Regions from separate parts of the Zea mays genome. Here all the other regions are linked to region 2. The links are chromatin contacts, called in public Hi-C maps. All regions are on one chromosome and are shown on one strand. The core of a region is the stretch at or near the end of the contact, and the rest is flanking DNA. Distances in the headings are between cores, read along the strand shown.

Region 1 (6,796 bases), core at 3,996-6,495, 130 kb after region 2:
AGAGCAAAGAGATAACCGAAGGCACCTCTGGTCTGGCGCACCGGACTATCCGGTGCACCACCGGACAGTGTCCGGTGCACCAGAGGACTCCAAGTCGAACTCGTCACCTTCGGGAAAATCCAGAGGCGCTTCGCTATAATTCACCGGACTGTCCGGTGTACACCGGACAGTGTCCGGTGCTCCAAGGAAGAACGGCTCTGGAACTCGCCAGCTTCGGGAATTCGCAACGGCTAGTCCGCTATAATTCACCGGACATGTCCGGTGTACACCGGACTGTCCGGTGTGACAACGAAGCAACGGATACTTCGGCGCCAAACGGCTACCTGCAGCGCATTGAATGCGCGCCAGCGCGCGCAGAAGTCAGGCACGCCCATGCTGGCACACCGGACACTCTACAATACATGTCCGGTGCGCCACCGGACATCCAGGCGAGCCCAGAAGACAGAGCTCCAACGGTCGGAACCCAACGGCTTTGGTGACGTGGCTGGCGCATCGGACATGTCCGGTGTGCACCGGACTGTCCGGTGCACCATGCGACAGACAGCCCCACCAAACGGCTAGTTTGTGGTTGGGGGTTATAAATACCCCCAACCACCCCACATTCAAGTCATCCAAGTTTTCCCCCTTCAACTACTTACAAGAGTTCTAGCATTCAATTCTAGACACACCCAAGTGATCAAATCCTCTCCAAACTCCGCACAACGCCCTAGTGATTAGAGAGAGAGATTTGCTTGTGTTCTTTCGAGCTCTTGCGCTTGGATTGCTTTCTTCTTTCTTGATTCTTTATTGCGATCAAACTCACTTGTAATTGAGGCAAGAGACACCAATCTTGTGGTGGTCCTTGTAGGAACTTTGTGTTCCAAGTGATTGAGAAGAGAAAGCTCACTCGGTCCGAGGGACCGTTTGAGAGAGGGAAATGGTTGAAAGAGACCCAGTATTTGTGACCACCTCAATGGGGAGTAGGTTTGCAAGAACCGAACCTCGGTAAAACAAATCCATGTGTCACACTCCTTATTCGCTTGCGATTTGTTTTCCACCCTCTCTCGCGGACTCGCTTATATTTCTAACGCTAACCCGGCTTGTAGTTGTGATTATTCCTGAGAATTTCAATTTCGCCCTATTCACCCCCCCTCTAGGCGACTTTCACCATCGGAGTTGGGAGTGCTCCAGCGTAAGTGCCACCAGTATAAACAACAATTCCTACTTCTTTAGTGGCAGTATCCATTCATGTGCTAAAATCAGTGTCAGCTCCAGCACCAGTTCCTCAGATTTAGTAGACAGTTCCCTCAGAGTCCGCCAGTGCTCCAACCCTTGAGTCAGCACCTGTTCCAGCCTCTACAATAGATCCTAGATCCGATTCTAACTCCGACCATGATATAGACTATGAGCTTACTTCCCGACCTCACCTTGTTGTGTCTATGCCTCCTCCTTCTTTTGGTCCCTAGGTTAGGGCATACCTTTTGGTGCTTGACGCCAAAGGGGGAGAGAGGAGAGTGCATGAGAGTTAAGGGGAGCTCTATGAGAGTTAGGGGGAGCCAGAGAGAGAAACTCTTGATGTTTCATGATTTATGCTTTTGTGTTACTCTCTTTTGATTCTCAAATTTTGTCTAATACTTAATGATATGCTCCCATGCTCTTTTGATGACTTGTGTGTTTTTTATATGTTTTCACTCACTTAATACACCTGTCATGCAATACTTGTTCATGAATTTCATTCTTATATTTTGAACAAGTTCTATGTCATGTATATGCGCTTATGCTTTTCACAAACTGTATACATGACGTGCTATTGTCAACCTTATGAATATCGCTAACGATCTTCAACAAGCTGACAAAAATTAAAACAAAGTTCTCTCACACTCTTGAAGGGTTGTCATTAATTACCAAAAAGGGGGAGAATGAAAGCATCTAGGCCCCTAGTTTGTTTTAGTGATTAATGACAACGTAAGATTATTGTGACTTACATATGTTTTGCATATTATATGGTAAGTTAGGTCACAATGAAGGAAGATGGGCTTCAACAGGTGAAAACAACTCGTCTGATGAAAATCGATACGATGGGTAAAAAGATGAACCAAAAGGTGAAGGACTACATATCCTAAGTGTCAAAGGAGTTGTCAGACACTTAGTATAAAGTGAGGCCTTTTATTTTGTTTTTAGTCGTACTATAAAGAGGTGTTGTGATTGAGTAACTTGACCAAGGAATGACTAGTGTAGTGTTGTTGCTTATACACACATAGAACTAGTGCTAAGTGTCACTGAATAGCCCACACGAAGTTTGAAGTGAAAACCAATTTGAAAAACATAAGTTAGAAAGAGTTAGAGTGTCATGTGCACCGAGCCGGTGCAGTGGCGCACCGGACCATGCACCTAGAGAGCACTTTCCTGTGCCTCGGCTGAAGTGGGCCATCAGACCGGTCCGATGGCTCACCGGACCATCGACACAAAGAGCATGTAATTTGGGCCAGTTTGCCATTGTACACCAGACCGATCTGGTGTACTTCGTTGGCGTGCCGGACCCTCTACACAGTAACGACTAGTTATCAGAACTAGCCATTGATTGACGTCACATGATGGTCCAGTGGCGCACCGACTGCTCTGGTGCGCCCACAGATTGTGCAGAATAGTAACAACTAGTTTTTGGTGGATGGTTATTTGTATCCCATCCAACAACCACATTCATTGTCTTGCCTTCCCAAGCATAGTGCATTCATTGAGAGACATTCAAGACCCTTTGCAATACTAATGTGATTAGTAAAATCATAATCTCATGTTAGGACCTCATTAGTGCAAGTGAGAGACACATAGAGCACACACCACATTCATTAGACTTCTCTTGGTCAAGTGAAACTCTATGGCTTGTTACTCTTGGTGATCGGCATCCCCTAGACGGTTTCATGGCATTTTGAGCGTGGTGGTCACTCGTGTTGGTGACCCGACTCGATATTGTCCGCGATTGTGAGTGATTCACCACGCCGGAGTGGTGAAGAATCAACTCATAGTGAGCACTTAGTCCTTGCGCAGACTAAGGGGAGCTATACCCATGAGCGGGTGCTCCAACGAGGATTAGTGAAGAGTGCCGACTCTTCGATACCTCAGAAAAAAAATCAAAGGAGTCTTCTTGCCCTTGCTTTACTTTTCTCAATTACTTTTAGTATTTACATTCCAAGTACTTGCACTTTCTTAGTATTTGCCATGATGACTTAGGGCTTTAACTTTCTTAGGTTCTTGAGGTCTAGCTAAGTAGTTGGGTGAAGTTGGGCTTGAGGTTAGGGTTTAATCTTTTGTAAGAAATTTAGAAAAGCCCGATTCACCCCCTCTTGGGCATCGTGATTCTTTCACGAGCAAGAGTCTTCGATGTGTGAAGTATCTCGTGGGGGACTTAAGCTTGATCTTTGGAATCACTTGAGAGGATTGAAAGAGACCCAGTCCTTGTGACACCTCAATGGATACGTAGGTTTCTTTTGAAAACCAAACTCCGGTAAATAAATCATCATGTCTCTTGTGTTTGTTTGCTTGTGATTTGTTTTCCCTCTTCCTCTCAAAATCTCTTGCTTTGATTATCTTTCTAATCATTTGTGTTGCTCTCAAGTTTAATCAAAATTCATTGAGCAACACTTTGCGAGAAGAACTCATCCCCAACTCTAATTATTTATTTCTTGCTCAAATCGACTAATTTGGGATCAATTTTTTGTATTTAGTGATACATTTAGGTTTCGTCTATTCACCTGCTCTAGGCGACATTCAAGGAGAAAACATGGAAGCAGAGGGGCCAAACCATCACCAGCCACTATGCAATGGACCGCTCAGCAATTTTTCCATCTTTGGTTTTGTGAAGCTTATTTCCGTTCTTTCTGTTTTCAATAACGAACTCAACAGAAGGTGTTTTTCGGACAATCTGTGCAAAGCCCTCTTCATCTAGATTCGTTCGTGGTTTGAATCTGTTATAGAAAACGAACTAATCCCGTGAGTGACTACTGTTGAGGAGAAGCCTTTACCGAAGGTCCTCAAACTTATTGATTTCGTTGCGTTGAGCTTGTTTCATAGATAATTTAACAAGTTTCGTCCATAAGCTTCGACAAGACAAAGGAGGAAACAACAACTTCGTCATCTCGATTACGACGTCTTCGTTCAGCCAAAGCTTTTACCATGGATAAAACTCCGAATGAACCTGAGCACTGAAAAAACAAAGGTATCTAGAAGAGATGTAAACGAATGCCTTGTGAGGGAAAAAACACGGATGTCCCTATCAAATTTTGTAGGTCATGTATATAGGAGCCGGGACAATAATGTAATTTCGCACGAAGGTGTACGTCGCCATATCCCTATAAATAGGAGAACTGTGCCGATGCATAGGTCTCTCGGACAGTTGCTTGTGTGCTTTAGTCACCTTCAACCCGCTTGCCCTTCGAAGCTTCTGGTACGCATTCACCTTCGAACAATTCACGAGTGTTCTGAAGGTATCCTTGTAATCAATTACAACAAATGAAAAAGAATGAGAGATCGATTATTTGTCCCTTTTACTTAATTACCTGTACATTTAATTCGCTACTGTTGCCTTCACCCTTCTCTTCTTGTCTTCTATCTTAAGAATGGTGAGGAGAGAAGATACCCAAATAGGTGACCAACACATCTCACTTTTAGTAATAAAACTTTATTGAAATTTAACTAAAAATGTATAAAAATACACCGATAGTTATGATGCATAACTACTATAGTAATAATAAAATACATATTTATATAAATACTCCTCCGTTTCAATTTATAATTTATTTGTTTTTTAATCATAACTTTGACACTAGTTTATTAAAAAATTGTGAAAAAACAAAAAAATATGGTTTTATTTATTATCAAATATAATTCACGTATAACTTATTATTTTATTTTTTTATGATTTTTAATAAGACAAATTGACGTTGACGTCGAAAAAGTTCAACGAATTATATTTTGAAACGGAGAGTTATAATATTAAGGCCGGATATTTTGTGACAGGGTACATTCGAGCACTTCGATTAGATTAAATACGATGTCTGACCCAAATAGATTTGGCTTAGGCTATCTGATTGCTTATTTTATTATTAATTTTATCTTTTATTTCAAATTTTTTCTGAAAATAGTATTAAACAATATTATTTATATATCGACATCCTCTATTTTATATTTTTTTATTTATCGTATTTTAGTTAAAAAATAAACTATTGTACCACAAGTATTCAAGAATAGAGTTACACTGTTAGCAGTCGCATTCAGGAACAACGATCTTTGGCACGGCGGACGGCGACGACCCCTCCAACTCCCCCACCTTGATATCGCCGCTGCTACGCTGTTATCACCATTCGAAGCCATGAGATCTCTTCTTACCCGCCTCTTCACCTCAACTCACATTGTCATGGCCTCGTCTTCCTTCTCTTCCTCTCCATCTCGGCGGTTGGTCCACCTCACACGCCATCTCGTCTCCTCTTCTTCCGGCGAGCTTTCCTCAGTCGGCGCCCCCGCCGCTGCCGCCTCAGATGCCGACCCCGTGAAAAGCCCACGCTCCACTGCCTCCAGGGTTCACGCCGCGGTGCTGGTCTGCCTCTTCGAGGACCCTAGCAGTGGGCCACGGGTCCTGCTTACAAAGCGCGCTTCCTCCCTCTCCTCCCACTCCGGTAGACATCATGATTCTGGCTAAAGCTTGGATTTTCCTCTGGACGATTCCTTCCATGGAGTGCTTCAGTCATTTTCTTGAAAATTGTAAGGGGAGGTGTCGTTACCCGGAGGGAAGGTGGACGATGGAGACGCAGATCCGAAGGCCACAGCTCTACGGGAGGCGAAGGAGGAGATTGGACTGGATCCGGCGCTTGTTTCTGTTGTTACAGTTCTTGAGCCTTTCCTATCAAAGGTAAGCCATAATTGTTGCCGGTACTAAGTATTGACAGGACATCTATGAAAGAGCTTTAGGGCCCGTTCGGTTGTACAGGAATAAGGCAGGATTCATTCCAGCTCATCAAAATATATATAAATTAAAGAAATAATCCCGGTAGAAATCAATCCGGGGCTCCAATCCCTAAAAACCGAACAGGGCCTTACGATTTTACCGACCAATTCTTGTGAACTCTGAAGAGTCGTATAATGGTGTAGCAATGTATAAAGTCAAACTACTTTTGATATGTATGAAGATTAATCTCGACTCGTTGTAGTGCAAAACCTCCTCCAGTATATTAAGCTAGTGGCCAAAATAATTAAGGGTCTGTTTGGATGCACCCAGTTTTTAAGAAACTGGTTTATGAAAACTGAGTTGGTTCCAAACATATTATTTTATACGTCAGTTTATAGAAACTGGATTCCCGGTTTCTTAAAAACAAAGAAGCTAGCCTTTCCTAGCTAAAGCTAGTTTATAAAAACTGAGGTGGTTCCAAACACCATTAACCATTTTTTTCATTAACCAATTTCTAAAAACTAGAGATAGAAACCAGATTTTTAAAAACTAGGTTGTTTCCAAACATGACCTAAATGTATACGTATTGGGGCCTATGAATTTGATCTGAATATTTAGGGAGGCAAGTGGTATAAGCTTATTGGTTTAGTTGAGAAGAAATAGAGCTGAGCAAATGGATTTGGTCTAGCCATTGAAACCATGCCTACAGTAAGAAGCAAGTGAAGGCGCAGTTGGCCAATGAACAAATTTTCAAAGAAATGTTTAAACCAGGGATAAACTCCCTCGGTGACAATGCAACTTTAGCCGCCTGTTTGGGAGGAAGGATACCTGAAGGGTTACATGTGCAGTTTTCTCAAAAAAAGGGAAAATACAATGTTG
Region 2 (6,905 bases), core at 1,892-4,391:
CTTTTATTCCCACCATCAGGCCCCCCTTCTGTATCACCCTGTAGAAACTCCATATCGTAAGTCATTCATACGCAAAATCAAAATATTGAAACAGCATTAAACAAAGGATAGTTGACCAAACTCAGGAGTATATTAAGATGCATAGTGACTTAGTAAACTGTTTACCTCAATGTGGAAATAAGCTATTTCAGGAGCAAGGCCGGTAGAGGTCACGAAGTACATCTCAACACATGTTTTGGCAAGATCTTCAGCAAGCTGCAGATTTTCTATATCTTCATCAGTTAACAAATTAGTCTCAAGAGCTTTTCTCTTGGTGATACCTTTAGTTGCACCAAGAGCAAGGGTACCAGGAAGAAAACACACCTGCAATATGAAGAAATTCAGTGCTACCACAACACAAGAAAGGTCACAAAATCTTGGCCAGATAAAGAAGAGACTAAGAATATGAGTGCGAGAAAACAGATGCTCAGCCACAACTGCATACCAGGTGATCCATTTTAGGACTAAACCCGCCATTTCGTCCAAATGGAAGCTCCCCAACAAATACCAACCCATTTGGAACAGTTTTCCGAACAAGAAGATGCTTGACCCCTCTCATTGCCTCAGTATACATTTCAAATAGATACTTTAAACTACTGTCACGATATTCCTCCTGCTGAACCCACACTTTTAGCAGATACTCATAATAACTGTCCCCTCGAGATCCTAATCGAATATTCTCACCACTAAATTGACCAGAGGAGGGGCTGCATATAAAGTTAAAAATGAGAATATAAAGATTTCCTTTAAAACTTGATTCCTGTGAAGATAATCCATGTAATGACATTATGATGAATTAGTTGAAAATTATACAAGGGTAGAACAGGCATACTTGATGTAAATAGGCACCAGACCCTCCACCTTTGGGAGTGTATGTATATGCTCTAACACCTTCATTGCCGCCCTGTCGTACTTAGGATCCCCTAATACTTTACTGAGGTAACTGAACTCTAATTGCAACGTTGAAGCCTCTGAAGTGCTGCTTAAGCCATCAGGCGCTGCATGTGCAGTATGGTCACGAAGAATAACATCACTTAAAGGTATAGCTGTTGGGCTTGATGTAAAAGCCAATAATAACCTGTCGGCTAAATCCTTTGAAACTTCCAAAAGTCGCTCTGGATTAGCCTTTTTATATGTTACAGGTACTCCGGAGTCACCTGCCCCTGGATGATCACCACCACTCAAATGGTATGCACTAAGAAGCCCTCCCAAGACACGGATGGTAGTCTCAAATAAGTTAACCTGCCCTTTCTCACTAATTCTTTTCATTAGGTTGTCTTCAATCCATTTTGATGCTTCAGAAACAACATCATCAGCACCCATTATTATCGCAGTATCCAAAGAATCCACAATAGTAGCTCCTAGACCACCTAACCCATCTGTGCCTCTGTGGCTCAGAGGCATAAGCTCATCGTAACCCATTGCATACTTTTGATAACCAGACCATGCATGTTCAAATGCTTCTTTAACTTTCTTCTGCCTCGATGTCCACTCAGATGGAGACTGCTGAAGCAGAGAATTATTTTTGTAGATTTCATTTGGAGGGAGGCGTGGGGGCAGCCTTGGTGGTTTTCTCCAGAATGTGCGTATACTGGGAGATCTCCTAACATTTTTATTCTGTACTTCTTTGCCATGAAGCTCACTGGATACAATACCCTCTGAGCCTTTGTGCATAAATAAGTACAATAAGCCAGAAACCATCAACAGGCTCAAGAATTTACCAACAGTGAACTTTCCACAATGGTATTTGCTTCTGTTAGTAGCCAAGGACTGTAGAACCATCTACAAAAAGAAAGAAAAAAAGGGCTTCGGCCTTAGGGAATAAGAACTAATGAGACCACAACAGCCCTGAATAAAGTTTCCTACTTTAAGAAACAAAAAAAACCGATACAAAGAGATGTCGTTCCTCATCAAACAGAATACACAAAGATAGTTAAATTACTACAGTTCTTTCTCAGACATGAAAATAGTATTCCAGACCACAGATAAGTTTAAGACAAACAGCACTCGGAGGTATTGTCCAAAGGGTCATGGTCGTTGTAATTAGTATTCCCTCCAATCTAAATTAAGACGTTTTGCCTTTTTCTAGATACATTGGTATTGCTATGCACTTAGATATATACTACATAGTAAAAGTAATGTATCTAGAAAAAGCAAAATGTCTTTATAATTTAGAATGGAGGGAGTTTCATTAATGAGTGTGTGAGCATGATCCTTTGACTAATTAGAATGACCCGTGATTAGTGCTTCATTATGTATAGCTGAAATCCAGAAGCACGTTATGAGGTCTGGGAAAATATAAGTTCTATAGAGCCACCAAATAAGCTCAAATATTTGCGGATATATAACTCAAGCTTCTCAAGAAATGGATGAGGTACAAAAGTTCATACAAATGCGAGAGCAACAGCAATCATATGACACCAAACTAGCCCCTGACGAAATACACTACTCCAGATCAAAGCGACCATTTGATCTAGTGAATGACCTCAAGCAGGTCGAAACAACCTAGAGTAGCAGCGGTACAGAACAATTAACCATAGCAAATTCAACTGACTAGACCCGCAGATCCGAGGCCAGGGATCCCTCATTCCAACAGAAACCAGACACAGCCTAACCAATCAATCGACCAAATCACTCCCCACAATGAATCGAGTCCCGGCCGTAAACTCCAGTTCTCCACGGGGATAAGTTACACCCCAAAGTAGAGCTAACTTGAGCCTTATTAGGAAAACTCAGCCTTTTTGGTAAGCAATGGGGGCTTGGGTCGGAAGGGGAGGCGCCGCACCTTGAGGCGAGACCGGTGGCGGAACTTGGCGTTGTTGTAGGCGCCGCCAGCACCCACATCGCGCATCGAGTAGGGGAGGGGGCCCGAGCTGCCACTCATCCGCGCGGGAGCGGGGTGAGGAACTTCTAGAGGCTTCTGAGAGGAGGTGGGGTTCGCCTGCGCGGCGTCGCGCGCGAGATCCGGGTTGGGGTGGGAGACGGGAGCTGGAGGCGGGGCGGACGGGAAAAGACCGCGACCGACGGAGAACGGGAGAAGCCCGTTGCGCCGTTGCGGTCTCGCCAATCCGGTTGGATGTCCGCCTCCCCGTTTCTCTTTGCTTACCGCCTTTCAGGCCTTTGCTCTTAATCTACCCTTAATCTATACAGATTGAATGAAATTTTATATTTTTTCTATTTAATATAGGATAGAAATAATTGAACAAGTTCTTATAGTGATAAAAACTAGACAGTAAAATTTCGTACCTTCCCGTTTCGAATACCGTTTTTTCTCCATTCGTTTTCGAATTGTTTGGGAACCGATTAGAAACGGTACGAAAACGATTTAGCTAGTTTTCCTTTTACATTTCCAAGTCGTGATGATACTGTTTTTTACCGTTTTTATATAATATGAGATATATCTAGCGTATAATTTATGCAAGTTATGTACTTTTGTTGTGTTCAAGTGAATGAATAAGAGAAAAACAAAAGTTATAATTACTCTAAATAATATGAATATTAAGAAGAATTGTTAGTGTATTTTAATATCTTAAAAATTAGGCAAAATGTCAATTTAATATGTATTTATGAAAACTATAAAATATTTGTCTTTCCGACTAGAGTTTATCATTTTCGAATAACCGACAATTTTGATCGCGTATTTCGATATTTTGTTTTTTGTTTTCGTCCTGTTAGAAAAATATGAAAACAAAACCAATTTATCTATTTTTCTATCGTTTTTTACCGTTTTCATCCTTGCCGTCTTACCGGCGAGATGGCAATAGTTGGATTGACATAGGTTTAGGCTAATTTCTCTATGTATGGGTTTGTTAATAGGTTTAAATAGAAATCCAAAGGTTATGTGGATATGAATTTGTTCTTTCACTATCTATATCCGCAAACTCATAGATTTTAAAACCCACCTTAAAATCAACATAACTTACAAATATGTTTCGTAATATTATTAATTGAATATGTTGTAGTTGAAATAAACTCTATGTAACAAAGTTTAAGCTAAAATTAGTTATCACTCTGTTTCTTTTATCCTAGCTTATTAATATAGTGACTGTCATTTACATGATAAATTAGTCTTTTATGTTGATGTTAGTGGGTATGGAAAACTCGATGGGTACCTAAACCCGCATGGGCACAGGTTTGGGCAAAATTTTATACCCGTTATGGGTATGAGTTTGTAACGGGCGTATCGTTTCTTCGTGAGTATGGGTTTGGGGAAGTAAATACCCAATAGATTTTTATCCATTGCCATCTCTAGTCTTACGCCATGTTTGCTTACTTTATTCATTTTTTAAAACTTTAGTGACTAAATTTTAGTCTCTAGAATTTTCTTGTTTGATTCTAGGGGCTAAAACTGATTAAAAGGCATTAATTTTTATGTAAAAAGAAAAATATTGCCTCTAATAAATTCATGTGTTCTAGTGTCTGTCGTGACTCGAGAGACAGAGGGACAGAAACTACAATATACAAGTTTAGTCACCTTTAGTCATCCATTTGATGACTAAAAACTAAAGTTTAGAAAACCTCTGGTGGTGTTTTCGTCAACCGGGAGCACAACAATGTGCCACCGATAGGTGATTTTGGTGTGATAGCACTCAAATCCCTTGTTTTTGGACTAAGAATCGGCTATCACTAATCGAACTTTATTGGAAGTGTCACATGAGAACAAGTGAGTATTTAGGTTTCAGACCACTGGAGCGTAATACCTTACGTCTTCTTTAAGTTGTATTGGTTGGGTTGGTGTTTCATGCCTTACTGAGATGTTTGGATCATGAGCCATTACCATCCCTAGGTATGAGTCGAGCCATAACTCCCCTACTGAGCATAGGTTCAAGCCCCACGGTGTGCGCCAAATATTAGGACAGCCCAAGCACTTGGAGACTAAAGGGACAGGTGGCACGACAAAACAGACAGCAGAGAGCTCAAATGTCTTATCAACCACGCCCTACCCAACCACAGGTAAATAGTTGATAATTGTTTCTTAGATAAACAAAACTACATGTAAAGATTCTAAATTTTCAATATGCAGGCCCTAGTCATCTTTTAAAACTTTGCCAGCAGCTTCGTCTAGTAGTCTGTTGATAGTTTCGTCAACGGCTTCGTTAGCTATCTAATTATGTCAAGCGCCCCTTTAGAGATGGATCAGCTTCAGCATCATATGGTTCTGGAGGGGGAGAGAGCTCAGCTGCACAAAAATGCAACTGTCTGTTAGTACCGAAGCTAAAAATAATTTACAAAGCTAAGTCATGATAGATATACCTATAAGTCTGGCACGTTCAACAGCTTCTTCAGTTCTTCTGGTCTCTTCCAAGGCGTCATGAGATTCCTTCTCTTTCTTTTTAATAGCTTCGTCAGCTATCTCTCAGCCACCCTTCAGCCATATTTCAGAATAAAACTTTCCACCTAGTGCAGTGGCTTCGACCGAAGGGTTTCTAACATCGTTGGATGAGAGCGAAAATCCTGGCTGAACCACAACCTTGGCATGTTCGCATCTGACCTTTTCAAGGACCGACGCAGCCCCACGGGTGCTGGCAAAAGTGCAGAAGTCCCCCATATCACTGAGAATCTCCTTAAAAGCTTCGACTTTGTCGTTAATCCACCGGATAACCCCGTCAGGATCACCGCGGATAAAGTTCTGCTCTGAGGAGAATGCGCCCCCACCTTAGTAAAACTATTTTTCAAATTATTAGCACATTCCTTAGCAACATTGTAGCATTCCTCTTTAGCTTGATGAAGCTCCTCAATATTTTTCTGCACCCTTAACCGTTCCATGTCAGATATCTCACGCTTTGTTTGTTCCACATTGAAATTTCTAGTTACTTCGTCAAGCTTCTTTTCTAGTTCTTGCACTTCGGTTCTGTGCAATTCCTCTTAAGTGGATAGTGCATACTCCAAGTCAGCAATGCTCTTCGCGTCTTTCAATTGCCTCTCTTCAGCCTTCTTCATCCTCTGCTCTGCTTCAAAAAGGCTAGAAAGCATGGCTTCACTAGATTTTAATCTCTCCACCAAAGAGAGCAGGATCTTATCCTTTCCAAGAGCTTCGTTTCTCAATGTTATGACCTCCGAACAAAGGTTTTCAATTGCTATTTGGCTGCTTTCATCTTCTGCATCTTTTTGAGCTTTCAAAGCTTTACTTAGAATTAAGCCCTGGCAAATAAAGAGTGAACAAATAATAATGATAAGAATTACCACAAAAATAGTTCAACATAACAAAAATTACAAAATGAGAAGCCAAAGTATACAAACCTTCAAGTTGTTGTAGGCAAGGCTATCTGCAAGCTGATCCTTCGTCATTGCAGACATACCAAGCTCAAGTTTTGGATACCCCATGTTGTCCATCATTTCACGGCAAACATTGATCTCCTTACTATCTGGTAGACAGTAAAGAAAGTTATCTTTGTTGTCTCCTCCGTATACCAAGTACCCTTGGGGTATTTCAGCTCCTTAGCATAGTGTTGCACTTCGGCAATTTGATCTGCTGATAGCTGCTTTCCCGAAGTATGTCGAACAATATAGTTTAAATCACCCTGGGGAGATGCTTCAGGAACATGTGACATGGGCTTTTCTGGAAGGCTCTCTCCCACCAGCTTTACTGGCGTAGCTCCCGAAGGTCCTGCTTCAACATGAATAGAAGGAGCGCTTACAGTGACCACTTCTTTTGCACCTTTAATTTTCTCATCAAGAGCTTCGGTAGAAGCAGGAGTTGGCGTTTTCATGGATTCCAAAACAGCATCCAAAACACTAGCCATTCTCCTTTTCCTTGGAGTCGTTGTTGCAGTAGTTGATAGCTTCGGCAACCCCGTCACAATTGGAGGACTCAAAAGTTTTGGCTGTTCTTCTGCCGTTTTCTTTGTTCCTAGCTCTTCTACTGG
Region 3 (6,937 bases), core at 4,170-6,669, 190 kb after region 2:
TTGTATGTGGAACAAGAAAGGGATACAGTGTTGATCTTCGGAGAATATTTTGGAAAAGAGAAAATCGTGCTAAGGTACAAGATAAATCGAGACGAAGTGTAGCTTCATTGGAGAGGCAACATAAAACTTTTTTATAACTTCGGAGAATATTTCACGAAGCTTGGATATTCTTCATCAGAAAAGTATGCAATTTTTTGTGATATAGAAAAGATTTTATTCACGAAGCATGAAAAGAAGGGAAGGTGTTTTTTCGCCGAGGGCTCAAAAAATGGTATGTATGCACAATTTCATGCATCGTAAAGAATTAAACTATAAATAGATTATATATTACATTCATAGTTACAATATATTACACATGTTATGTTCCAAATGTTTCTACAATAGCGTTTAATCCTCCTTGAGAACTATTTCTGCAGCTTCGTTCAGTAGCTGGTCGACAACCTTGTCCATAATGGCTTCGGCCATTTTTCTAATTTCATCGTCCCCCTTCGGGTGGGAGCCCGGAGATGCCTCAGCAGGTTCTGAGGGAAGAGAAGATACGGCTATATTACTATTACAAACCGCGAACAAAGTCTGGAATTAAAAATTACAACATAATAAAAACCACTAGTTAATACCTATTTGCACTTCGGGCTCTGTACTTTTCTCGGCAGCTTCTGTCACTTTTCTAGCATCGTGGATGCCTTTTTCACTCTTTTGAATAATTTCTTGCGTCATTTCTCGGCCGCCGTTGTCCCAGATATCAGTGAAGAATTTTCCGCCAACCATGCTTGCTTCGGCTGAGGGGTCTTTGATGTCTTCGGAGGACAAAGCAGCTTCGGACTGCGCTAAGGATTTTACATGCTCGCAACCTCTCCTCTCCAAAACAGTAGCAATTCCTCTAGCACCCGAAAAAGCACATATGTCACCGCGGCTATTCAGGATTTCCTCGAAGGCCTCTGCTTCATGACTGATCCATTCCATCGGACCTTCGGGATTGTCCCTTGAGAAATTCTCTTCGCTAGAGAATGCACCAACGTTGGCGAAGCTGGATTTTATCTTTTTAACGCACTCTATGGATTTAACATAGCATCTTCTCTGGGATGCACGAAGCTCTTTAACATTTATTTCTAAATGACTGGCCCATTGATCACTAAGCTCTCGTTTTGTCTCTTCAAGTATACGTTCTTCTTTAGCTCTAGCTAGCTGCTTCTGAAGATCCTTTATCTCGCGTTTTTGGGCTTCAGCCTGGGCCTTTGAGGCAGCTTCGTCCTCTTTTATCTTGTCCACCAATGTAAGCAGAATTTTATCCTTTTCCAGAGCTTCGTTTCTCAGCTTAATAACCTCTGATCGTAGGTTGTTGAAAGCAATATCATAGCTCTCGTCTTCAGCATTCTTTTGCGCTCTTAACGCGTTGCTTAGTATTAAACCCTATATGTAAAAGAGTTGGTATAAGAATAAAAGAATGATTTACAAATTATAAAATTTCCAAACACGCAGTTCTCATACCTTCAGGCTATTGTTTGCAAGGCTATCCGCAAGATCCTCCTTCATCATAGCGCATAATCCAGCTTCAAGCTTCGGATACCCCATACCCCTAGCCATCTCCCGGCAGACGGATAATTCTTTGTTGTCAGGAAGGCAGTATAGGAAGTCATCTTCGTCTGTCCCATTGAACACTAGTGCCCCCTTCAGATATTTTAATTCTCTAGCATAGTGATTAGCTTCATAAATCTCTTCTTCAGATAGTTTTTTCCCCGAAGCATGACGCACAATGTAATCTTGTATGTTGGAAGGTGCTTCGGGGGCAGCAGTATCAATTTCTTCAACCAAAATTGGCTCTGACATTTTTATTTTTTCGGCTTTCAATGCTACCTTTGTAACCTTTGTTTCTTCGGTTTCCAAAGGTTGTTCCTTGGAGGGCTCTGAAGGCCCAGCTTTAGCTTCAAGTTGTTGCTTCGAAGTTTCAGCAACAAAGGCTTCAGTAGACACTTCAGAAGTTCCAATGGTTTTCTTTGGAGTTATGCTCGAAGATTTAATTGCCTCCAAAACATCTAACACATTAACCATCCTTTTTCTTTTCGGGGTCACTGTTGGACCCTTCTGGCTTTTTTCTGACTCAATCTTTGCTAAAGGACTTAAAATTTCTAATGTTTCCGCTTCTTTAGTCTTCGCTTTTTCTATTTTTTCTGTTGCTGGCTTTTCGGCCAACTGTTTGATTTCTGGCAGCAACGTTGATTTTTTAGCTTCAGTGGCCGAAGAGGTCTCACCGGCGAACTCAGACACTGTGGCTAGTTCAATATAACGTGGCCGGTGTGTGAGAACCTTTACCCTTTTCCTCTTCGGCGCCGGCTCACTAGGAGCGGCTGAAGTAGTTTCCTTCGCAGAGGAAGTGTTCTTTCTTTTTTGACCCCGCACTGGATAGTGGTAGTCGGGGTACACGAACCCAATGGCGTCAAACACTCGGTTCAGTCTCTTCTTTTTTCGGCCTCCGAAGGCTGCTGACAATGCAGTATCTTCGGCCTTTGAATATACCCCCAAGTAGTTCATCACTTACAGTTTCAATGCTTTTTAGCCAGTCATCATCTGGCTCAACGAATTTATCTCCGAACTTAAAAGTGTACTTCAGCCTGACTAGTCCACCTTCGTCAGCCTCTTTAATGGTCTCCTGCGGCATTTCCCATTTTTCCACAAGCGGTCATACTCTGAAGGCAATATGTTCTTGGACCAAGTCCCTCGTCCCAATAAAAGAGCAAACAACTCCGAAGGCTCTCTGGCATTCTTCGGCTGCTTCATTCATTTCCACCTTCGGCCTCCGCAGGCCGAAGCGTTGCCAGATGGGACGCATAATGATCTTCTTTATATCTTCTTGTGATATCAAGTCATTCTTCACGTAAAACCATTCCGTCATCCAGTCGCCAGGCCACCTCTTTCGAAAGGTCGGCACTGGGCAGCTTGACCCAGACCGGGAGCCGAAGCTGTAGCAGCCAAAATTGTTGTGATACTGTTCCTTACCCCAGGGTTTTGTCTCGTATATCAATTCGTGTATGTTGCAGAAACTTTTCGCATCAGGTTCCAGGCCTTGGCTTCTACCGGCCCACACGAAGATATTCATCCTTATGATTGCTTCGGGGGTAAGTTGGTGAAGGTAGATTTCAAATATCTTCAGCACCTCTACAACAAAGCTGCTTAGGGGAAATCGTAGTCCAGCTTTCAAGAAGCTTCGGAATACTACGACTTTATTTTCCTCAGGAGTTGGACAAGTCTTCTCTTCTTCGTCGGCCCTCACAACGGACAAGTCCCGGAAATATCTTCCCCTCATGTTGACAAGATGATTTTCTTTAATACTTGATTTGCCGAAAACCGCATGGCTTGGTCGCCAGGGTCGATCTTCGGAGTCTTCACCTCCACTATCCACATCATAGCTGTCACTGTCACCAGTATCTTCAGATAAACCCTTCAAAATTTCTTTAGTAATCTTCTCTATATTAGTCTTCGACATTGATTGAAGAAAACCCAGATGCATCTCCTCAGAAAGACTTAGCTTCGAATCACCAACAGCTTTTTTACCTTCAGACATCTTTGCAAACGCTGAAAAATCGCTCTCTAAACCGAAGCTTTAAAATCTAAAAGGCCAAGCAAATGTTGTTGCACGTAGGCTAAAGGTTGGGTGAGTAAAAACGGTTGGCAAGAGAGCGTACCAAATAACTCAGGATGAGGTCTTATTTATACGCCCAGAGCATTGAAAACTGGAGGGTCCCGCTTGTCAAAGACTGATTGCTATTCTAGCAAAGGGAAGATGTTTTTTCGGACCTTCGGCTTAAGGCCTTCGTCCATATCGCAATATGAATTTATCAGTACAACAAATTAATATTGCGAGGGGCTACTGTTGGGGGCCTTCGGCTTCCGAAGGTCCTCAAAAACATGATTTGACAATGTTTTCCAAGTGAAATGTGTGAGCAGGTATCTTCGGAATTGGATTACGAGTATATAAGATTATGGTCAAGACGAAGCTTGAGTGGGACGGAAGGCGATTGTGACGAAGGAAAAGATCATTACGAAGCTATGCGCAGATAAACTTCGGCATGACAGTAGAAAAGGGGAACCGACTTAAAGATGAAAAGCCAAATTAGACCTTGAAGAATTACTGTAGAGTTATTGATAAATGTAAAGGGCACTAATGTAATTTTACACGGGCTGCGTCCCGTGCCTATAAATAGATGAACAGTACTCCCGTACTGTCCACGCTGACTTGGCATTCGCTTTTGTGTTACACTTGTATTCTCACTCCTTCAAGCCGAAGGTACATTTGTAATCTACTATTGTTTGCACAAATAATATAAATGGAAATAGATTAATGATAATGTTTACAAAAAATTATGTTACTTTCTGTACTTTGTATGAATGTTCTTCATCTTTTATCATAATCATGAAGGCATGTCTTTCATGACCTTCGTCCTCCTAGATTCATTATATCCGAAGGGAAATAATGATCCGAAGGACGAAGGGCTTTGACATTTAATATTTTATGTTGCCTTGTTCTTGATTCATAGCATTTGAGAACAAGTCCCCAACATATACTATCTTTGTTATCGGATGTTTTTCGCGTTTGAACTAAACCATGACAAATAAAAAAGAACGGAGGAAGTACTAACAATCTTTAATTATTCAGTAGCGGTGAAGATTAGAAAACATGGATCAACTTGTAAAAAAATTTGGTGACAGATATCCAGTGTCTGATATAATATTCCCTCCCACTGTCTATATTTGCCCATAACCAAACACCACTTATATATAAACTAGACAGTTGCATGTGCTTTGCTACGGTTATTATATATCATAGGTATTGAGATATTTATTCAAATATAATTATTGTTTATTTCTAAACACGGTACGTTAGGTCTGGTGGTTAGTCTCAAATTTACAGAGCAGTGGGGTGTAGATTCGAGTGCTCGCTTTTCATTATTTCCTAAAGCAAGTTCCCCGCCAACTGCCAACTGTAGCTGCCCCCTTCGCTAAAATTTACCCTTTTTTAATGGATTTACCCTGCAGAACTCGAGGTTTTTGGTGCATACAAGTATTTTTGTTAGAGCGCCGATGGGCAACTAAGGTAGTGTTTGGATGAAGGGACGAGGAAGGATGAAGAGGGATAGGATCACTCTAATTTGACTCGCGTTTGGTTTGGAGGTCCAGAGTCAGGGTCAAGAAATATTCTTCAAAAACAGTGGATGAGGTCATTCCTCAAAAAATAAGGGACGTTGACACTGAACCAAAACACTACCTAAAGGAATACTTATGGTCTTCCCACTACTTGATATATAAGGGCCGGTATTTTCACTTGCGGTTGAAAAAATTTGTGCGTAACGTTAGATTAAAGCTCCTTTTTAATGCAGATATATCCATAAAACTAAACGCACTCTAAAAATCTCCCGTGCGGCAGTCCACATGGCCGCACCGCCTAGACACGGGTCGCGCGCAATAACCCACCGATCGAGCTGAGCACGCACGACCTGGCGCTCGCTTTAAACTCTCGCTCTCAATCGTCGTCGCCTCGGGCTCTCGGCAGACAGCTGCGGCGGCGTGCCTGGCAGTGAAGCGGTAGCAGGTAGAGCCAGCCAGTCTAGCTTAGCCACCACACTAGTGTGATGGCGACCACCGGCGGCGGCAAGGCGGCACTGGTGCTGGGGCGGCTTCTGCTTCTGCTGTGCGTGCTCGGCCATGGAGCTGCGCAGCGGTACAACGCCATCTGGAGCTTCGGCGACTCCATCTCCGACACCGGCAACCTCTGCGTGGGGGGCGGGTGCCCTTCCTGGCTCACCACGGGGCAGCCGCCCTACGGGGAGACCTTCTTCGGCCGCCCCACCGGACGCTGCTCCGACGGCCGCGTCATCGTCGACTTCCTGGGTATGTGGCTATGTGCACACACAGACACAGGACGTACGCAAGAGGGATGGAAACGACGAACTGGCTGTTGGACTGGACTGACTCGCTGGTACACTAACACTGTACCGTACGTGTGCATGGATTATGCAGCCGAGCACTTTGGGCTGCCCCTGCTGCCGGCTTCGAAAGCCGGCGGCGACTTGAAGAAGGGGGCGAACATGGCGATCATCGGCGCCACCACCATGGACTTTGACTTCTTCAAGTCCATCGGCCTCAGCGACAAGATCTGGAACAACGGGCCGCTGGACACCCAAATCCAGTGGTTCAGGCAGCTGCTCCCCTCCGTGTGCGGGAAGGGTACGTGTACGTCGATGCATGCATAAACACCATTAATTACGCGGCGTTAACTGCATTGTATTGGTGCCTTGGTGGCCGGGCAGCAGATTGCAAGAACTACCTGTCCAAGTCCCTGTTCGTGGTGGGCGAGTTCGGCGGCAACGACTACAACGCGGCGCTCTTCTCGGGGCGGTCCATGGCGGAGGTGAGAGGGTACGTGCCCATGGTGGTGAGCAAGCTCGTCCGCGGCCTGGAGGCGATCGTGAGGAGCGGAGCCGTGGACGTGGTGGTGCCCGGGGTGCTCCCCATCGGCTGCTTCCCCATCTACCTCACCCTCTACGGCACCTCCAACGCCGCCGACTACGACCGCGACGGCTGCCTCCGCGCCTACAACGGCCTCTCCTCCTACCACAACGCGCTGCTGCGGCGGAGCCTGTCCGGCCTGCGCAGGACGTACCCGCACGCCCGGATCATGTACGCCGACTTCTACACCCAGGTCACCCACATGATCCGGGCCCCTCACAACTTCGGTGAGTAGCTTGCTGCTTTCGCTTTGTGTCGTCGTCGTTTGCTAGACTGGAAAGGGATAGATCCAAAGCATGCATGTTCGAACGAAGATGTAGATGTAGCTACGTGTGTGTGCATGCATAGTGAGCATGTTTCAATATTTATTTATTTATTTGGATTCTTAACCCACCAATGACTCATGCACATCCTGATCAATTATATATATGCCCTG
Region 4 (7,113 bases), core at 54-2,553, 130 kb before region 2:
TCTCTCCGGTAAATAGTGGCGACCACACAACAAACACGGTTGGTGTGATCTCGCTAGACTCTTGCCCCACTTGGTACAATTACAACGATGCACGCAAGCGTCAGTGGGTTTGAGGGTGTCTAACCTCGCTCTAATCACCGAGGCATAACCTAGAGCAAACGCAATTAAGCGGTCTAACTAACCTAAACACTTCGCAAAACACCTACGCTAATCATCTAGTGATTCTTTTAGCACTTGGGTGTTTTGAGCTGAAGGATTTGTGTCTCAACACACCACTATGTTTCTTGGTTCTCCACACTTGCAAATAGTCGATTAGGTGGGTATATATAGAGCCCCAAGACTGAAAGAGTCGTTGGAAGGAAGTAGACTTTTCTGCATCACACCTGACCGGTCCGGTTGACCATCTGTGTACACTAGACCAGATTTGGTGCCTTCCATATTAGCTACCCATTGGATGTTGCCAGCCTTCTGACAACACATCGAACCCGTCCAGTGAGTCAGTAGTGTACACCAGACTTGTCCAGCGCTTCCCATGTCACTTGACCGTTGGAGCTATATATTCTTGACCGTTGAGCCTCTGAGTTTGGTGTGCCACCAGTGTGCATTGGACTGGTTCGGTGTGCAATGAGGCTCGGGTGTGTTTTGGACCCTCTCTGAGTGTCGAGTTCAGTGCCAGGTCTGGTGCACCATAGGACCGGTCTGGTGCACCCAATTTTAGCCCAACTTCTTTTCTTCATGTTTCTTTGTTGGGGCTTTTCCTGTCTTGTGTCTTGGTCTCTTGCATGATGTTGTTAAGTCTTCAATGGGTCTTCTAATGTATTATTTAAGGTGTTGCTCTCAAGGTTATTAAAACGATGTTAAAATGACATTCAAACGTCGTTTAAACGACAAAACGCTATATAGGTGGTGAAACGCTGTAACGTTTTCCAATTTGTCGTAAAACATTGTTTTATGTCATTTGAACTTCACATTTTGGCGTTTAAACGCTATATGCAGTAAAACGTGGCGTTTCTAGTATTTTAGTATACTGCTCACCTGTGCAATTTGGCCCAATCCAGTCCAGTTCAGCCCTACCCGACCTCAGCCCCTCTCTCACGCTCAAGCCATCAGAGTTATTAAAACCTGAAGCTGTTTGAAGCGCTCCCCGCGTTTCGTGGTCGCGTTTTTGCATAAAGGCCCTCTGTCTTTTCGCGATTTAGCTCGTGGCCCTTGCTCGAACACCTGTCCGCGTGTGGCACGTAGGCCGGACCCGATTTTTTCTTCAATCAAGCTCTGAGCGTCTCCTCTCTTGCCCGCTGTCCACTTCCCTCTCATCCTCTCGACCTCGCTTCCTCCCTCCCACCGTGCCCTGCCTTTTCCTCACGACCTCGCCGCTGATTGCGGTCCCCCATGGAACCGTCGTCCTCTCAATCCGTCCGCCGCTCCATCGTCTTCCTGTATTTGTGCTGCTGATATGTGTAACTTGTGTTTCTCCAGGTGAAGGCGGCCGAGCACGCGGCCGAGATGGAGGCGACGGTGGTCGTCGCGGCTGCCGTGGAGGCCGAGGAGGAGGAGGCTGCTGCTGCTGCGGCTTCGACGCCGCAGCGGTCTGGGAGGAAACGGCCCCGCGCGATTGGGAGTGGGCGGTACCGCTCGGTGTCCAGGTGTTTCTCCCAATCTCCCCTGCTTTCCTCATCCTGCTGCCGCTTTTGCTTTTAATCGCTGTGACAGCATAGCACCCGCCTCGTCTCGCTGCCGGCTGCCGCTGGTGATCCTGCTCCCTGTGGCATTGGCCCTAGCCAGCAGGCAGGCAGTCGGCCAGGGACGGATGGACGGAGACGACGGATGGAAGCCGCAGCCACTAGCCAGCCACACCGCAGACCGCGCACGCAAGAGAAAGAAGCGGTGTTTGCATGGACTGGGATTGCCGACTTGACTGCGGATTGACGGGGACAGGTGGGAGCCAGAACCGCCCGAGGACCCTCTTCTCCTCGGCCAAGAGACCCACACCGCAACTGGAACCCTCTTCTCCTCATCCGACGACAGTGGTGGCCACTGCTCCGGCCAGGCATAGCATAGGCAGCCTGGTTACACAAACCAAAAAAGGTATCCCATACCCACGCTACTGCCTACACCTACGAAACCTGCTTATCCTGCTGCAATTTCTGCTAAATTCGTGGCTAAATTCAAAGAATGGTAGTGTGAAGTGGAATCAAAATGGGAACTGGGTGCAGACTGCCTCAAAGGATCAGATTATTAAGGTCCGTGGCTTGTGCTTTTTATTTTTCTATCTTCTTCAAAGAATTTTCGGATTACAGTGTGCACTCTATAACCAGAATTCTATACTATCTATGGAGATGGCCTAATCCATCCTATAACCAGGATCGATAAGTTTGTTTTTTGATGCCAGTAAATTATTGATTTTGGTCCATTTGCTAATTCATTTTGCAACTGTATGACATTAGATCCATGAAAGAGCAGCAATCCTTCTGAGGGGACGTCGCTGGTTAGATAGTTATTACAGTATCAAGATTTTTATATGTTCCTTTACATATTTTAAGGTTCACAAATTGATACTGGTTTTATATGTAGCAGTTCATTGTTCACTGTAACCATACATGTAAACCATAAGCAAATGTGATGTAGGAGATTGTTATATAAAGAGACTTTTGCAGCCACTTTGATGTTTTGTTTTATGCTTCTTTTTGTGAAAAATTATTATGGTGCTATTTGAGTGATTTTTTCTTATTACAATTTCACATGCTTATGTGAATCGCATAGCGCCCTATAGGGCGCTGTCTTATTCTAGTTAAGGTCAAACGCTCCTCCCCTGTGCACGACTGCGGGCGCTCCAGGTCGACCGTCGCCACTCCAGGCTGATGTCACCTCTCGCTGTTCGCTAATGCCTAGCCGTGCCATCGGTTCAGGCTCCCACTACCACTCGCCCACTCTAGTTGGGCCGCCTAGCGCTGCTCGCCTGTGTTGTCCATGCCGATCAACGCCGCTAGCCACTAATGTCGTTTGCTGCTCCTCTGGTCCACTGCTCCTTTGTCGGTGTCGTTCGCTGCTCCTCTCCCAACGTCGTCCGATATCCTCTATAGTATGCACACGCCGACTCCCTGTATCTGCCTCTTGTGTTGGCCTGGACAACACACATAGCAAAATCCTTTGCTGGTTCATTCCTAGACTACTGGTGGTAATCTAGTAATCCTACTGCCTACTAACCTATAACCTCCAAAGAGCTCTGTTGCTCGCTTGTTAAAGGATTTTATGTTCTAAGCATATGCATTCCATTATTGCAGAGTATATTAGAGGGGAGATGACTTATTTTAGCATGGAAGCATCTACAACTGGCTCTTAAATACAAAGTGATGTATATGATCCACTGAAAGATCCAAAAAGAAGCCCAAATCTGATGATCCAGGCTGGATGTATGCCTATTATGTAGAGCCTAGCAAGCGAGAGTTGATCCAATGCACTGTTTGTCTGAGGCGGATTTATAGAGGAATCTTGAGGGTGGAGAAACATCTTGTGGGTGGATACAAAGATATCCTCAAGTGTCCCAATACCACAACTGCAATTGCTAGAGAGTTAAAGGCGACTCTAGATGAATGAAAAAGGGAAAGACCAAAGGGGTGGTGCTTTGACGAAACTGAAACAAATGAGAATGAAAATGATGATGTTGTGGAAGTAACTGGGTCATCATCTAGTGGAGGCAACAACACTAGAACAACTGTCAAAAGAAAGGAATTATCAAGCAAGCCATCAACCATTGGGGCAACAAAAAACCCATTACATCTTTGCTCCGATGTACACCCAAGAGGTTGTAGCAGAAAGGTATGCCAAGGGGGCAACTCAGAGAACCATCAATGCTGCAATGAAGCCCAAAGAAGAGAAGTTGTTTGTATGGAGATAGCCAATTTTTTTTGTGAGCGTGGCATACCCTTCAATGATGCCAACTCAAGACAATTAAGGTAGCTGTAGAGGCCATTACACATTATGGTATGAGGTTCAAACCTGCTACTTTCCATGATCTACGAGAACCATTGCTTGCGAAGGTTGTCAAAGAGATAGATGGTGCGAAGAAAAAGAACGAGGATGCATGGAGTCAATATGGCTTGTTGGTCACCTGCTCTAATTCCTAAAAGGGACCAAAATAGGGCAAAACAATTAATGACAAGGGGCCTTCATTCCTTCAATCTATTCATAAGATAGATTAAAGGAAGAAGATTATAAGAATGATGAGATCTTCGAACAAGATGAAGACATCTAGGAAAAAGGAAATTACTACCGCACTCCTTTTAGTGTTTCTTCTTCATCATGTACAATTACAAGTATACCTTTTGTAGGTAGAAGAAGTGAAGAAGGTACAACTTCATAGGTGGAACAAAACAGATCAGAGCCAAAAAAGGTGTTCCCTATGCATGATACTGTACACCTATTTATAATGGTGGGGTACAACTTTGTGAAAATTACATTTATGTCCTCAGTCCTTTACATGTGAGCTACAAAATCAATCGAGGGCATTGTCGACATTTCCTTCGTAGTCGTGTTGAATAAGCCTTGAAGATTTCATTTATGCCTTTGTCAACATGCTCATATTGAGAGCCAAAGTTCGATGCTTCTCCTTCGTCCTTTTGTGATTATCAGCCGCAATGTTGATTGAGATGAAGGTATCCTTCATTAATCACCTTGTTAGGCCTGGGACATACTTAGAAACAATTGTTGAATTAATGTTTTGAGGACCTTCGGCTAAGGGAGGCCCCCCAACATGGCTACACCCTCATGTCACATGGATGGACAGACATGAGGGGTCGCCATTTGATCAACTTCCTAGTTAATAGCCCTGAAGGTACATTCTTTTTAGAATTACTGGATGCATCGAGTGAGTCTCATGATGCGATGATGCTTGCAAAACTACTAGATAAAATAATTGAGTAGATTGGCAGGGATAAGGTCATACAAGTTGTAACTGACAATGGTGCCAACTATAAGGTTGTAGGGCACATTTTGGTTCAGATCACTCTGAGCTTGTTTTGGACCCCATGTGCTGCTCACTGCTGAGACCTTATGATGGGGACATAGGAAAATGGAAGTATTTTATGAAGCCTATTGCACATGCTCGTCATGTCACAACATTCATATATAGACATGGGAGGACTCTAAGTGACATGTGGGTGCATACAAAAGGTATGGATCTTATGAGGCCTACTGCTACTAGATTTGCTATTGCATTCCTCACATTGAGGACTTTACATAAGCACAAGGATCCATTAAGAGCATTATTTTCTGGTGATGTTTTCACTCGCTCCAAAGTAGCTAAAATAGAAGCAGGGAAAAAGCATATAACATTGTTTTCTCAATAGAATTTTGGCATTCAGTTGAGGATTGCCTTAGAGTTTCATTACCACTACTTGTGCTTAGATTGGTTGATGGTGATGATAAGCCAGCCATGCCTGAGGTTGCAACAACTATAAAGATAGCAAAGCAAAAGATTACTTTGTCATTCTCTATTCAAAGCAAGAAAGCTTGTCTCAACCACATCATTAAAATTGTTGACAACTGTTGGGTGAAACAAATGAATCCTCCATTGTATGGAGAATCACTTTACTTGACCCTGAAAAATTCTATAGCATGAAGCAAAGTCATGATGAAGGTTATGTTGTAGAGCTAAGGGGTTGCTTCAATGATGTACTTGTTAAAATGGTGCTATATGAAGACCTTAGAGACAAAATTGATGCTTAGGCAGTCCTTAATGAGAACCAAAGAGAAGCATTTGCAAACCCAATGGTATTAAAACTGCTCAAACAAGAAACCACGTGAGTATTCTAAAAGTACCACTTTAATTGTTACTGTCAGCATGCATAACTTCATTTCCATCATATAAATCCAACATATTTTGCCATTTTAGGTGATTGGTGGCTTGCATATGGTGGTCGAACCATTGAGTTATATAAGTTTTCAAGACAAATTGTTAGTCTTCATGTTTCATCATCTGATTGTGAGCGGATTTGGATCAAGTTTGAATTTGTAAGTTAACTAACAGGATCATATTACACTATTAAATTTGTATTTATTACCCATTTATTTGTTACTTGCAACTTGTAGATGCATACCAAGAAAAGGAACGTGCTATAGCACAAAAGATTGAATGATTTGGTGTATGTTTCATACAATAGAAAGATGGCCACTAGGTTCCAAAAAATGTGTGAAGAAGGGAAGGACTTCGATACTTTGGTTCTTGAAGATTTTGATTGGGACAATGAGTGGGTTGATCCATTTGCTAATTCGTCTGTTATTGGGGATAACCCTCTTTTCACAAGGGAGCATGTTTATCATGCCGTAGGTGCATATACACAACTTCATGGCCGCAACTTTCGTAGGAGAGCTCATGGTACTCAAGTGCCAATTCTTGAGGATGATGAAGACGGGCTTGATGTGGGTGAAGAGAATGAAGACGATGAAAATTTTGTGCTTGATGACTTTGACATGGATGATGAAGAAGCAACAAACAACAATGGTGGATGTGGTGATGAGCAAGAAAAGGATGGTGTTGGTTTAGATGATTTGGATGATGGCTATTGAGTGCTTGAGTAACACTTGTGTGCTTGTGGTTGTGGACATTGCATTCCACTTTAGTTGCTTTTGTGCTATGTTTGTGATTGTGGACTACTAGACGTCCCATTCCACTTTGTTTGCAGTTGTCGACATGCTATTAGTTGAACTTGTGTTATTGTGGTAATGTGGTTGTGGACATGTCATTTTGCACAATATTATTATGTTAACCTATGTTGGTTGTTTAGTATTTAACTTTATGTATTGTCTGAAATTATCATATATTGAAAGTTTCCTATGTTGTTTAAAACTACGTTTAAACTTTGTTTAAAATGTTTAAAAGTCAAAACTCCATCCATGAGCGTTTCAACGTTTCGTCGTTTTAATAACCTTGGTTGCTCTCCTCATTGCCTTAGTACAAGCCCACATTGCATCCTTTGAACTATAACCATAAACACTAGCAAACACATTAGCAAATTGTTATATTGATCATCAAACACCAAAATCACTGAACAAATGGACCGAGGTCCATTTTCCTTACAATTATCTAGATGTACATACAATTTTATTGATAGGTAT

The links. A called contact is a pair of places that touch in the nucleus more often than the background predicts.
Region 1: a Hi-C map of leaf shows a contact between it and region 2, with 10 times the contacts expected there. The contact joins the promoter of LOC100279376 here to the promoter of LOC100282405 in region 2. A contact is called at or near these places in 4 of 25 Hi-C or Micro-C datasets (ear, endosperm, leaf and 1 more).
Region 3: a Hi-C map of leaf shows a contact between it and region 2, with 3 times the contacts expected there. The contact joins the promoter of LOC100284848 here to the promoter of LOC100282405 in region 2.
Region 4: a Hi-C map of ear shows a contact between it and region 2, with 1.7 times the contacts expected there. The contact joins the promoter of LOC100502317 here to the promoter of LOC100282405 in region 2. A contact is called at or near these places in 2 of 25 Hi-C or Micro-C datasets (ear and leaf).

Annotation. Positions count from the first base shown.
Region 1 is chr8:115,618,188-115,624,983 of Zm-B73-REFERENCE-NAM-5.0, reverse strand. It overlaps LOC100279376, which reads left to right and starts at 5,245. Exons shown (of 4, transcript NM_001360968.1): 1 at 5,245-5,648; 2 at 5,739-5,881. The coding sequence starts at 5,345.
Region 2 is chr8:115,744,439-115,751,343 of Zm-B73-REFERENCE-NAM-5.0, reverse strand. LOC100282405 reads right to left here and starts at 3,141. Exons shown (of 6, transcript NM_001155316.2): 1 at 2,825-3,141; 2 at 872-1,821; 3 at 485-746; 4 at 166-363; 5 at 1-38. The coding sequence starts at 2,923.
Region 3 is chr8:115,560,917-115,567,853 of Zm-B73-REFERENCE-NAM-5.0, reverse strand. LOC100284848 reads left to right here and starts at 5,419. Exons shown (of 4, transcript NM_001157743.2): 1 at 5,419-5,883; 2 at 6,013-6,219; 3 at 6,306-6,728. The coding sequence starts at 5,625.
Region 4 is chr8:115,877,354-115,884,466 of Zm-B73-REFERENCE-NAM-5.0, reverse strand. LOC100502317 reads left to right here and starts at 1,303. Exons shown (of 1, transcript NM_001196795.1): 1 at 1,303-2,656. The coding sequence starts at 1,893. The coding sequence ends at 2,345. It also overlaps a transcript of LOC100274190 not described here.